Linked DNA regions of Hordeum vulgare: region 1 is linked to region 2. Evidence: chromatin contacts called from public Hi-C data. All regions are on one chromosome and are shown on one strand. The core of a region is the stretch at or near the end of the contact, and the rest is flanking DNA. Distances in the headings are between cores, read along the strand shown.

Evidence for each region. Hi-C and Micro-C count contacts between places; a contact is called where the count stands out from the background.
Region 1: a contact with region 2 is called in a Hi-C map of leaf, with 10 times the contacts expected there. The contact joins the promoter of LOC123430073 here to the promoter of LOC123430024 in region 2. A contact is called at or near these places in 1 of 6 Hi-C or Micro-C datasets (leaf) and 1 of 1 datasets of contacts at active chromatin or transcription factors (embryo).

Annotation. Positions count from the first base shown.
Region 1 is chr1H:250,429,438-250,435,517 of MorexV3_pseudomolecules_assembly, reverse strand. LOC123430073 (E3 ubiquitin-protein ligase RZFP34-like) reads left to right here and starts at 1,824. Exons shown (of 11, transcript XM_045113991.1): 1 at 1,824-2,025; 2 at 2,114-2,201; 3 at 2,361-2,420; 4 at 3,277-3,309; 5 at 3,401-3,478; 6 at 3,570-3,613; 7 at 3,720-3,760; 8 at 3,860-3,942; 9 at 4,030-4,121; 10 at 4,213-4,324; 11 at 4,417-5,095. The coding sequence starts at 2,000. The coding sequence ends at 4,557.
Region 2 is chr1H:249,763,842-249,769,770 of MorexV3_pseudomolecules_assembly, reverse strand. It overlaps LOC123430024, which reads left to right and starts at 2,337. Exons shown (of 1, transcript XM_045113957.1): 1 at 2,337-4,603. The coding sequence starts at 2,479. The coding sequence ends at 4,353.

The sequences.
Region 1 (6,080 bases), core at 575-3,074, 670 kb before region 2:
CCTGTAGCGGCCGGACACTCCTCACACACCTCCGCTGCTGTATGAGAGAACTGTTTTGGTTCAAATATATGGGTCAAATATGATGGGATCAAAATAGTTCTTTCAGATGCGTGAGAGATGGTGGCGCCCCGTATGCCACTGCAAGTTGCTAGATTTTCCATCCGTGACCTCCTCTGCTCCTCCCACGGTCTTACTGTCTCCCACCATCGGTAGCCACCAGAAGATCTCCCACCAGCCATTGCGCCACCAGCCGGTGTCCCGCTATGCATCGCCACTCTCTGCCCCTGCCATTGGAGTGGAGACATGGGGTTGATGCAGTAGAGTCTACAAGGAAAAGATGGGATTGCGCCACCACCCCGTGTCCCGCCGCCCGTTGCGCCATGAGTCGGTCTCCTGCCGTCCGTTGCCACTCGTTCGTCCCTGACATGGCAGAGGAGAACATGGGTGTGTGGCAGTAAAGCTTAAGGGGAGAAAATGAGGTGGAGCAAGGACAGGGAGATCGAGTTACCTAGGTTGTCACTCATCGATGCCATAGACGCACCGCTCCTGCTCATCGCCCTCCCCGCAGCAGGAGGTCAGCGACGGTGATAAAGCCCCATGAGATCTAGAGCGATGGAATTGGGGGAAGGTGGGAGCCTAGAAGGTCGGACGACGTGGGTAAGTGATTTTTTTTTCTTTCGAGCGAGGAGGCCTTTCTTTGGCACACGCGCGGAGGACGGATCGAACGAGGCGAGGGAAACGAGGTTGAACCATCACGACAGCAGATTCTTCTTTAAAGATACTTTCATTATGACCAACCTCAAAACACCCCAAAAAATGCAGATGCATTTTACACAGTGTAGGTCTTCTTTTACGAATATAGAATGTAGGTTATTTAAATAAAAGGTTGTGAGTATCAATTTTTTTAAGAGAAAAATTCTGATCTATTTATTTTCAATCATAATAGTACAATGAATATAAAAAGAATAATAAAAATCATATCTAGATTTGTAAACTACATAGCAACGATTCTTATCATCAAAGCGAGCCGAAAGCGCATCGTCGTCATCATCCACCCTTCACCGAAGGCAAACAAAACATTGTGTGTAGACAATTAGAAAGTGGGCAAGTAGGATCAGTGCATGCTGTGGGTAACCTTGAATGGTACGTGCACAAGCTGGTCCGGCGACCCCGCACGCTATCCGCTCCTACGTCTACGTGTAACCGCCGTCATCCTAATCCGCTTCCAGCCACGGCGCCGTTCTACTCTCTATCTGGTCCGCCGACTCCGTGGGCGCGTATCTTATTGCTGCTGCCGGCAACTTGCCTTATTTTTTGTTGGCGCGGATGGTGATTGACGGGTTCATCGGTACAATTAGCCTTTCCAGCTCACGTCTAGTGCATCATCCCAACAAGTTTGCTTCGAACATATCGTCAAATAAATAAAAGAGGATAAAAGAGTTGACATGGTTATGTCCACTGCATCTCAAAAGGAAATTCCTTACAAAAAAAATTCTGGGTGAGAGTCTTCTTTTTTACATTATTATAGGGAGTATTAAATTTTACATTATTGTACGGAGTATTAAACTTGGAATTCTTGTCATGGAAAGAAGAAGATGGCGCACAAACTCCTGTCTCAAACTAAATTTCTTAATTTTAATATATTTTTGTATTAAAGTTAATATAAAATTAAGATGCATATTTTAAAACGAAAGGAGTATAAAACTTGAACTCCTGAAATGAAATGAAATGAAAAGAAAAAACAGAGAAGCTGGTCCAGGTCCAGGTCCAGCCCCCCACCCGGCAGTCCGCCTATATACCCGGCCCGCGTCCCGCGCTTCTCCTCCAACACGCACAGCACAGCCTCCCCATTCTTTCTTACTAATTCCCGCCGGGCGCGGGCGCGGGCGCGGGCGCGGACGTAGGGCAGCGAGGCTCTCCCGGACCCCCGCCTCCTTCCTCTCTTCCGGCGGAGCGGCGTCGCCTCTCGGAGGCACGAAAGCGGGAGACGGCCGGACAGATGGATTTGGGGGCAGAGCAGCACGGGTAAGCAAATCAAACCAAGCAGCTTTTCAGTTGGAGGGAGACGGTCTTTCTCGGGTTTACCGCTGATTCGATGAGTTCCGGGGTGAAGCTGCGAGCATTACACGAGGAGGTGCAGGATACGGGCGCCCTGCTGCGGCGAGGTCTTCGGCTGCCGGCATTGCCACAACCAAGCTAAGGTCTGCATACACCGCCCTTTTCCTTTTCCTTTTCCTTTTCCTTTCTCCCCAACGCCAACGCCAGCGCCATATGCCGTGCGGTTTTTGGGTCGGTCCGACTGTGCTCTGAATTCGGAGCAGTTCTGAGACATTTGGGCTTGTCTGTGTTGGTTGCTGCAGAATTCGCTCGAGGTGGACGTCCTCGACCGGCACGACATCCCCCGCCACGAAATCAGCAAGGTGCGTGTGTGTGCTCCGTAGCACCCTCTGTTACTTAATTCAACCCCAAGTCATTCCTTACTTTGATGTACGCCTTGGACCTTCTTCTTCCTCCTCCACTGGCCACTGGGTACCGGCGGTAGAATTGCAATCCCAGTTGCTCACTCCCTTTCAACCCTGTGGTCATGGCTATGCACGCATGGACAGTTCCAAGCCACCAACTGCCATGCAGTGGCCAAGGGAGCCCGGTCGCCCATCCCAACATCTTTTTTCTTTCGCCCGGTTTCGTCAGATAAGGTTTATCTTGAATGACGGCCCGCCGGGTCTTGATATTTCTGTTTTATATTCCGATTCTCGCCATCAAGATGGGCGCAAGTGGCCGGCATCTGTGGTCATCCACGCCACATGATTGTTAGGTAGGCCCGTCCGTCCATGCGGCGGATGCGACGATGTGTCGGCGTCGCCACACGGAAGGCGGCTTGGAGAAAAAGGGGAAAGGGGAAAGGCAGTCGAAGAAATGGAAAGGGCAAAGGATGCTTCGCTGTCAACCAAGATTATTTTTTCTGATTTAACGGCACTTCAATGATTGAGCTGGCGCATAATTGAAGCGCATGATTGCATCCGGTAGCCATGTACTCCTAGCTACCTGGTCCATGGATGGCGCATACCTGATTGCATCCGCCATGTGTCCATGTCCACTAGCTCTCTGGTCATATAATTGTATTGACCAATAATACTAGTGGACTTCTTATTCTCTCTTCTATTTTTCTCTCCAAGGAAAACACTAGTCAGTACTCAGTAGGAATCATAAGAACTCACCTACCTAATGTAGGATTGCCTACTTACTGAAGCTACTCTACTTTGTGATGTGTCACAGGTCATCTGCTCTCTCTGCAACAAAGAACAGGATGTACGTGCCTACTGACAAGCGTTCTACAGTAATTTTCACCTTTTGGCTGTGCTAGTGGCATGACATGAAAACTGCTCGTTTGGATCAACAGGTGCAGAAGAACTGCTCCGGTTGTGGGGCATGCATGGGGAAATACTTCTGTGAAAAATGCAACTTCTTTGACGATGATGTACGCGTGTTCACATTCCTGAGCCAAGGATTAGTTACTCTGTTAAGCATTCTCGTATTCGATGTCTGACAGCCATGTTGCTTTGTTGCAGATCTCAAAGAACCAGTATCACTGCGATGGATGCGGCATCTGCAGGCAAGTGCCAAATTTAATTTACAGCCATCCTTCTTTTCCTCGGCACGTTTACTGTTTTTCTCTTCCAGAATGGTCAAATATTGGATACATTCTTCTCCTTTTTCAGAACTGGTGGCATGGACAATTTCTTCCACTGCGAAAAATGCGGTGCGTTGGGTGTGAAAGTTACTGTGTTGGAAGCTTTTCATGGCATGTCTGTCCATTAAAGATTGCTCTAACAACAATTATGTCCTTGTTCACTGACAGGGTGTTGCTACAGCAATGTTTTGAAGGACTCTCATCATTGTGTAGAGAGAGCAATGCATCAAAACTGCCCTGTCTGCTACGAGGTGAGGCTTTGCTCTAATCAAGGCCCTAAACGCTCCTGAATTTGCAATTCTTGATCTTTAAAAGACAGCCATGTTTTTGAATCGCAGTATCTATTTGACTCGACCATGGACATCAGCGTACTGCACTGCGGGCACACGATCCATTTGGAGTGCCTGAACGAGATGAGGGTTCATCACCAGTAAGCATTTCTTCAGGCAACCGTTTGTTCACATGTAATGGACGAGAGGGTCTGATCTGATCAAGCTGCTTGGTTGGTTTGTTTTCGCCAGCTTCTCGTGCCCGGTCTGCTCGCGGTCGGCCTGCGACATGACCGATGCGTGGCAGAAGCTCGACCAGGAGGTCGCCGCCACACCCATGCCAGAGTTCTACCAGAAGAAGATGGTAAGCAACAAACTGACAACCACACACCATATTTAACCATCTTGCCAATGCTGCAACCTGAACAAACAGTGATGTGCTTCTTCTTCTTCCAGGTATGGATCCTCTGCAACGACTGCGGGGCGACGTCGAGCGTGCGCTTCCACGTCCTGGCGCAAAAGTGTCCCGGGTGCAGCTCTTACAACACCAGGGAGACGAGGGGCGGCCCGGCTACGGTGGCATGCTCCAGAGTCTGACGGCGAGGAGGAGACGACAGTACAACAGACACTACTCACTCAGTCACAGCTATGACACTGTCCAGGATCTGGTCGGGGCATGAGAGCTACTAGCTTGTAGGTTGAAGCTGCTAGTGCTTGCTGCAGTATGAAGCACAGGAGAGTCTCACTCTCTGAAGAGGCCAGGAATTGCTTGCCGTCGCCGACAGCAAGGCCACCGTGGTTGCTCATTGCGATTCGGAGAACAACAAAACTCGCTGCGGTTGAATAAATCGGGAGGATTGATTTACCGCTCATCATGGTGCGCTTGATCATCCCCTCTGATAGGTATGAGTTGTTGTGTGGTACATGAGCTTGTCTAGAGAGCTCCTGTAAGGATATGAAACAATTACGCACCAGAAAGAGAACCTGCTCTTCTTTCTATTAGAATTCCATTGCTACTTCAATGTCTACAAGCACCAGATTGCACCATGCACTGATGCACACCAAAACATGATTCTGTGATCTGTCAGATATTCTGATTTCTTGAGATCAACATGAAGCAGAAGTGTTTGTCATAGTATCGAGCTTCAAAAAAGAAGCAGGGGCCAGTATTGTAGAAATACACGGGCCAGACTAGCAGGCCTTGTTATCACTGTCCATACAAGGCCTAACTAGTTATTTCTTCTACACTGGGTCACTCGTGCATTATGTCCAAACGAGAGGAAAAGGCCATGTTTCAAGACATGCTACCCGTCGGCCAGCTGACACGCAGATCAGATCGGCCGCCTGTCCGATATGTTGTGTCGACTGTTCACCGCGACCCGTTCGTTTGCAACTTGAGTTATATTGACGGTGAACACCTTTTAAAATTCCGCACTTTTATTGAACAACACACACAAAGCTTGAACTTTTTAGAAAAATGTGGACACTTTTAAATTTTTAAACAATTTTTAATGTCTCTGTTTTTTTAAAAAAAGTGAACTGTTTTTTAAATTCTGAATATTTTTTGAAATTGTGAACACGTTTTAAAATTCCAAAAATTTATTGAACAACAAACAAAAAAAATTAAATTTAGAAAGATGTAAACATTTTTGAAATTTCGAACATTTTCAAAATTCATAGCAAATTTTAAAGTTTTGGAATATTTTAAAAAAAGTGAATTGTTTTGAAACTCTTAACATTTTTTGGAAAATGAAATTTTTTGAACAATTTTTTAAAAGCAAACAATCTTTGAAACTCTCAACAAAATTTGAACATTTTGTGGGAAATTGTGAATTTATGAAAAAAGGAAAAATAACAAAAACAACCGCAAATACCAGTGAAAGAAACCAACGGAGAAAAGAAAAGGCCGGTTTGGCAACCTTCAAGGAGGTTTCCAAAACCGGCAGAAACAAGTTAGAGTGTTAACGTCCATCACTGTACACATCGTTTGTTCAGGGCTGACGTAGACCTGTCGGGTGATCAAGGTATATCATAAACACAATTAGAACTTAACGATTCAACAACTTGTTTTTTTTCTAAAAGGCGACGCAAAAAGTGATATGTTTTCGGGGATTTTTAAA
Region 2 (5,929 bases), core at 1,088-3,587:
AGGATGAGCTTGCAAATGGAACTAGAAACAACTATGAGCCTAGTTTGCGGGTCGAAGATGGACTTGCAACTGGAACATACAAAAAATAGTCCTAACTACGAGTCAAAGATGGACATGCAACTGAGAGAAAAACAAAAAGGCAGTCCGAGTTGCGAGTCGAAGCGTGGCTTCCAACCGGGATGAAAACAACTAGGAGCCCACTGTGAGTCGAGGGTGTACATGCAACTCGGATGACAAAAAACGTGTGAGTCGAGGGTGGGTTTCAATTGGTGTGACAATAGTTGCGAGTCAAGGATGGACTTGCAACTAGGATAACAAAAAAAAATATACCAACTGTAAGTCGATAGTGGGTTTGCAACTCGGGTGAAAATAACTACAGGTTCAATTACGAGTCGAGAATGGACATACAACTTTCATTTACTATACACATGCAACACACATTACGTTGACAGAAGAAAAATGATACATCTACAGGACAACATGATGAACGAACAAAAAACAAACACGTTAAAAGGCCTCACACAATGATAATAGCGTAACGAAAACATGGCCAACGACAAGAACAATGACTTATGTACATATATATAAACATTTATGTTCGTACTAATGTTAAAATTAGTTTATTTTATTTTTGATGTAGAAAACGAGAGCGGTGTTTCTCTCTCGGGCTCATCTGCACCGGCAGTCACGGAAAAAATCGAAAAAATAGTAGAAAAATTCAAAACAATCCAATTTTCTTTTGTGTGGTAGATAATTTGATGCGTGAGGAACGCTTCAAATTTTAATTTATTTGAACGTCTGAGTAGCTCTCAGCTGTTGTGACCCCATTAGCCTTTTTTGCCGAGAGCTGCTCAGATGTTTAAATATGTTAAAATTTAAAATGGACCTCACGCATCAAAATATCTACCACATAATTTTTTGGATTTTTATTATGTTTTTATTTTTTAATCAACCGGAGCAGATGATCCTCGAAGGAGACTTGGATTTTCGGTAGAAAACATGCTACACTAATAAAGATAGAGAAGGAATGTGATATTTCAAATTCCCAACTAAGCGACAACCAGCGGTAAGTATGAGCATTTACCTAGCCTTTAGGAGCTTTACATCGTTCTTTCTTCCACGAGAAGAAAAAGGAGATCTAGCCATTGCCCTCCGCTAGAAAGAACAACAGTGGAGGACGACATTCAAATGGTCACGCTGCTATTTGCGACAGCGCAGACAACATCTTTTTACTGCAATCATCTTGACTTTTTTTGTTAAGACCGATAATAATTTTTGCTACAATCAAGTGGCATGATATGACTTGCGATGATGGTAATGATGTTTTTGCTACAACTGTCGTAAACTTTTGCTACAATCGATGACACAAAATGTTACAACCAAACGGCCATGCTATGGCCTGCGAGACTGTAAGGTCAATTTTGCTACAACGGACAACACAAATGTTGCGACCGACACGACAGGATGCTGGGACGGCATGCACGGTGAGCTATAACCGGCGCGATAACATTTTTTATTGCAGCCATTGTCGATGTTTGCTACTACCGACGATTGAAATTGCTGCGACGACGAAGGCCATGCTTTTACGACCATTGAGGTATCTTCCTCGACGACGACTGAAGACGATGAGCACGGGGCGGTCGGGGGCGAGCACGAGGTAGTCGCCTGCGCAGGTAGCCTAGAGCGAGCACGACAACTATGTTTCCCCCTAAAATTTTCTCGTATGGGAGATGTCAGCGAGGGGATGAAGAAGAAGATTGGCTCACATCTAACGATGGCATAAAACGCATCGATCGGCTGGGGCAGTCCGGTCAAAAATTTCAACCAGCGTAGAAGCCTTTCAGTTCCTTAAAAAAGACTTACGAATTTTAAAATTTTATTAAACGGTTCAATAGTTAGATACTCCCTTCGTTCGAAATTACTTATCACATAAATATATAAAAATAAATGTATATAAAACTAAAATATATATTAAATATATTTATTTATATCATAAGTATTTTCGGACGAAGCGAGAATGAGATAACTAATGGCATGTTTGGTTCATGACTAACTTTGCCATAACTAACCTTAGATAAAGTGTGGCTGTCAAAAAAGTGTGGTTAACAAAATAAACACCATAAGTGTGACAATATTTGATAAAAAATTAAGTCTATGACATATATGAATCATATACCTATAAAAATGTGACAAACCATAAATGTGTTTAAAGTATTGTGCCATGACTAAAGTTAGATATGACAATCTTAGACCGCGAACAAACAGCCCCTAAAATGTGAATTATCGAAACTGTTCGACAAAGTCATCAACTCAAGCGCGACCGCGTCCCCCAGTAAAAAACTGGAGTAAACTGCACTCACACGGTCACACCGCTTTCGTCAGCTCAGCTCGTTCTGTCCCCCTGTCGGCGCCCCAGACAGATCCCTCCCCCTCGCCGTCGCTTCTCAATCCGCGCCTCCCTCTTCCAGATCCGGGCGAATGCTGGGGCGAGGGGTGGGGATGTCGGCGCCGCTGTGGCGCGGCGGCGCACTCGACCTGCGCGCGGCGCTGCGGTCGGGAGGCAACCTCCTATTCGGGCTCTTCGTGGCCGCCGTTCTCGCGTTCACGCTCCTCGCCGCCGTCCACAGCCCCGACGACCCGCTGCTGCACCCTTCCTCCCACCAGCTTACCGCGTTCCTCACCTCCGCCACCTCCAACTCCACCTTCCTCGCCGACGACTCCGTGCTCCGTACCGGGGAGGACTTCGCTACCGGCTCCAACTCCTCCGAGGACGCCCCCACCACTGCGGGACCCAAGTTCATCGAGCTCTCCGATGTTGGATCCGAGAAAACGGAGGCAGAGACGGAGCAGTCCGTCACCGTCGATACTGACGCCGATTCCAACTCGGCCGCCCAGGAGGAGAAGCCTATCGTCGAGGCTGTTTCCTGCGACACGGAGGCGCCGGTGGACTGCACGGGGGACAGGGAGCTCTTCAACCTGCTCATGCGTACGGCGATCGAGAGGTTCCCCGACCTCCACTTCTATCGCTTCGGCCGCCCCGTCGTCGTGCCGGAGAGCCCCATGGCGTGCGACCTCGCCTGGCGCTTCCGCCCAGCGGAAGACGCCAGAGGACGCACCACCTACTACAAGGACTACCGCCGGTTCACGCTCGCCCGCGATGTCAACACATGCTCCCTCGTGGTGGGAAGCGTCGGCGAGTACCACTCCGGCACCGGCGCCAAGCGCAGTGGGCGACGCAAGGGCAAGAAGGGCAAGAAGGGAAAGCGTGAGGCACCGGTGACCACGGACTTCGTGCCAGCCAAGACCCAGATGAGGATCGACGAGAATGGTGCTAATGCGGACACCACAACCGCTGCAGACCAGGTGTTTGTTGTCGGCGATGCCGTCAATGACAGCATGCCGGTGGTCGCTTCTGAATCCGATTTCAGCCGTGGAAGGTACCTCATTTATATGGGCGGTGGCGAGAGGTGCAAGAGCATGAACCACTACATTTGGGGTTTCTTGTGTGCGCTAGGCGAGGCGCAGTTCTTGAACCGGACGCTTGTCATGGACTTCAGCGTCTGCCTCAATTCACGGTATACCGCCAGTGGCAAGGACGAAGAAAAGGATTTCAGGTTCTACTTTGATTTTGAGCACCTGAAGGAATCTGCATCTGTGATCGACCAGAGTCAGTTCTGGACAGACTGGGGGAAGTGGCACAAGAAGGATCGACTGAAGAATCACTATACTGAAGACATCAAGGTGACCCCCATGAAACTTCGTGACGTCAAGGACACGCTGATCATGAGGAAGTTTGGGCATGTTGAGCCGGATAACTACTGGTCACGTGTGTGCGAGGGTGAGACAGAGGCCATGATCAAACGGCCATGGCATTTCTTGTGGAAGTCGCGCCGCTTGATGGAGATTGTGTCTGCCATTGCCTCCCGAATGAGTTGGGATTTCGACTCGATGCATGTTGTGAGAGGAGAGAAAGCCCAGAACACACAGCTTTGGCCAAACCTTGATGCAGATACCTCGCCAGAAAATCTCCTTACGACACTCAATGATAAGGTTGGTGCTGGACGGTATTTGTACATTGCTACCGATGAGTCCGATAAATCGTTCTTCGACCCGCTGAAGAACAAGTACAAGACGCGTTTCCTGGATGATTTCAAGGATCTTTGGGATGAAAATAGTGACTGGTATGCTGAAACTAAGGAGCTCAACAATGGCAAACCGGTGGAGTTCGATGGTTACATGAGGGTTGCAGTCGACACTGAGGTGTTCCTCAGGGGGAAGAGGAAGTTGGAGACATTCAATGACCTAACACGCGACTGCAAGGATGGTGTCAATACATGCGCAGCCTCCTCCTGAATACCTGGTTGAGTAAGGTGAGCTGAGTCTCAGTTATTATTCTTGATAGAGTGTTTTTGAACTCGCATGTATTGCCTGCTTTCTTGTAAGCGTCTGCAGCGTTGTTGTAAGCTAGCTTGTCCGTAGCATTGTTTTGTTGTAACACTAGTTTACTTAATTCATTCACGAGGAACTTGAGTTTTGGTTATGTTACATTGTTGCAGCTATATCTCTGTTGTAACTCAGAAATTTGCTCCCTGTTACCGTGCTATGTCTGTAACTTAGAAACTTTTTTTCTTTTTTCACACATTGAGATTTGGTTCAGTTTAAGAGTATGCGAGGGCTGAAGATCAGTACTGCTAGTAACTGAATACCAGTCAGTGCACACATTGTTTCCCCCTTTATTTCATTGGAGGAAATGTGTAGATACCTTTCTTGCGTCTGCAGTGACCTGGTAGGCTGATAACGTAGATAGTTATGAGCCTGCGGTCACCCCTCATTTTCCATATGTTGCAACTGAATACCTCAAATTTCATACTATACTACACCATGCAACCTAAAAGTTACGCACTATTACAAAGATAAACCTAGCCTAAACTAGTCATTGTCGGAGATGTAGACGACCTCTGTGCCGGCATAGGTTGACGGACTGGCTTCTTGGTCGTTGGCCGCCGCGGGCAGCTCCGGCTCCTCGTTGGACTCCAAGTTGGCAAAGAGTCCGTCAGGCTCCAAACTGGCCAAAGTGTTTGTCGACCTTCGCCCATGCCTCGCGTAGATAGCGGCGGTTGGCCTCCGCCTCCGCCTCTGAGTGGAGAGAGTTGAGGATGGTCTGTTCCTCCTCCGCCTCCTCCGCTTCGGCTGCCTCAAACTCCGCGAGGGTATCGCCCATCTCCAATCTGGCAACCAGAGGCGCCGGATCCGACTCGCCTTTGTCCTTTTCCTCCTTCGGCCCGTGGCCTCGTGTCGAGCGCTTGCTTCCGCCCCTCCTCCTGTTCCATAGAGTTCAGAGGCAGGCCGGCTAGACGATATGGGAGTTGTTGACCAAAACCTCTTTGTGCTCAGTATTTTGTTTTGAAAAGAAAGCGACTACCCTTCCTACCATAAGAGGATCTAGCAAAATTCCAAAACAATGGAGCGCCCGTCTCCTACCCCTCCTGCGACGACATCCGCCCCAACCACCACGCCCCCTTCCTTCATTGATGGCACGGGCACCGTGGCCTCTGCCGCACCTCCGGCCTTCATTGATGGCGCCTCGGGCCGCGTTCTCCCGTGCATCGCCCTGCGCGATGTGGTCAAGGCCTCCTCAACCATTATTGACCAGATCTCCGGAAGGGTCTTGCCCTGTGTGGCGTTGCGTGAGGTGGCGGATGCCCAGATCCAGGTGAGTAACTTCCCCATCCCTCCTTGTTCTCTGTCGGCCGCCGCAGGGCCTTCTGCCCCTTCTTGGGCATCGATGGTGGCTGCCCCCGCCAGGCCGCAACTCAGATCCCTCGTGGTTTGCCCGGGCCTTGGGGCTGCGCCTGCACCCATCCTCCAGCTGCGCCGCCCGAGGATTCCCTCTGTTGGGTCTGCGACGGGCGCTGGGACGGTGATCTCG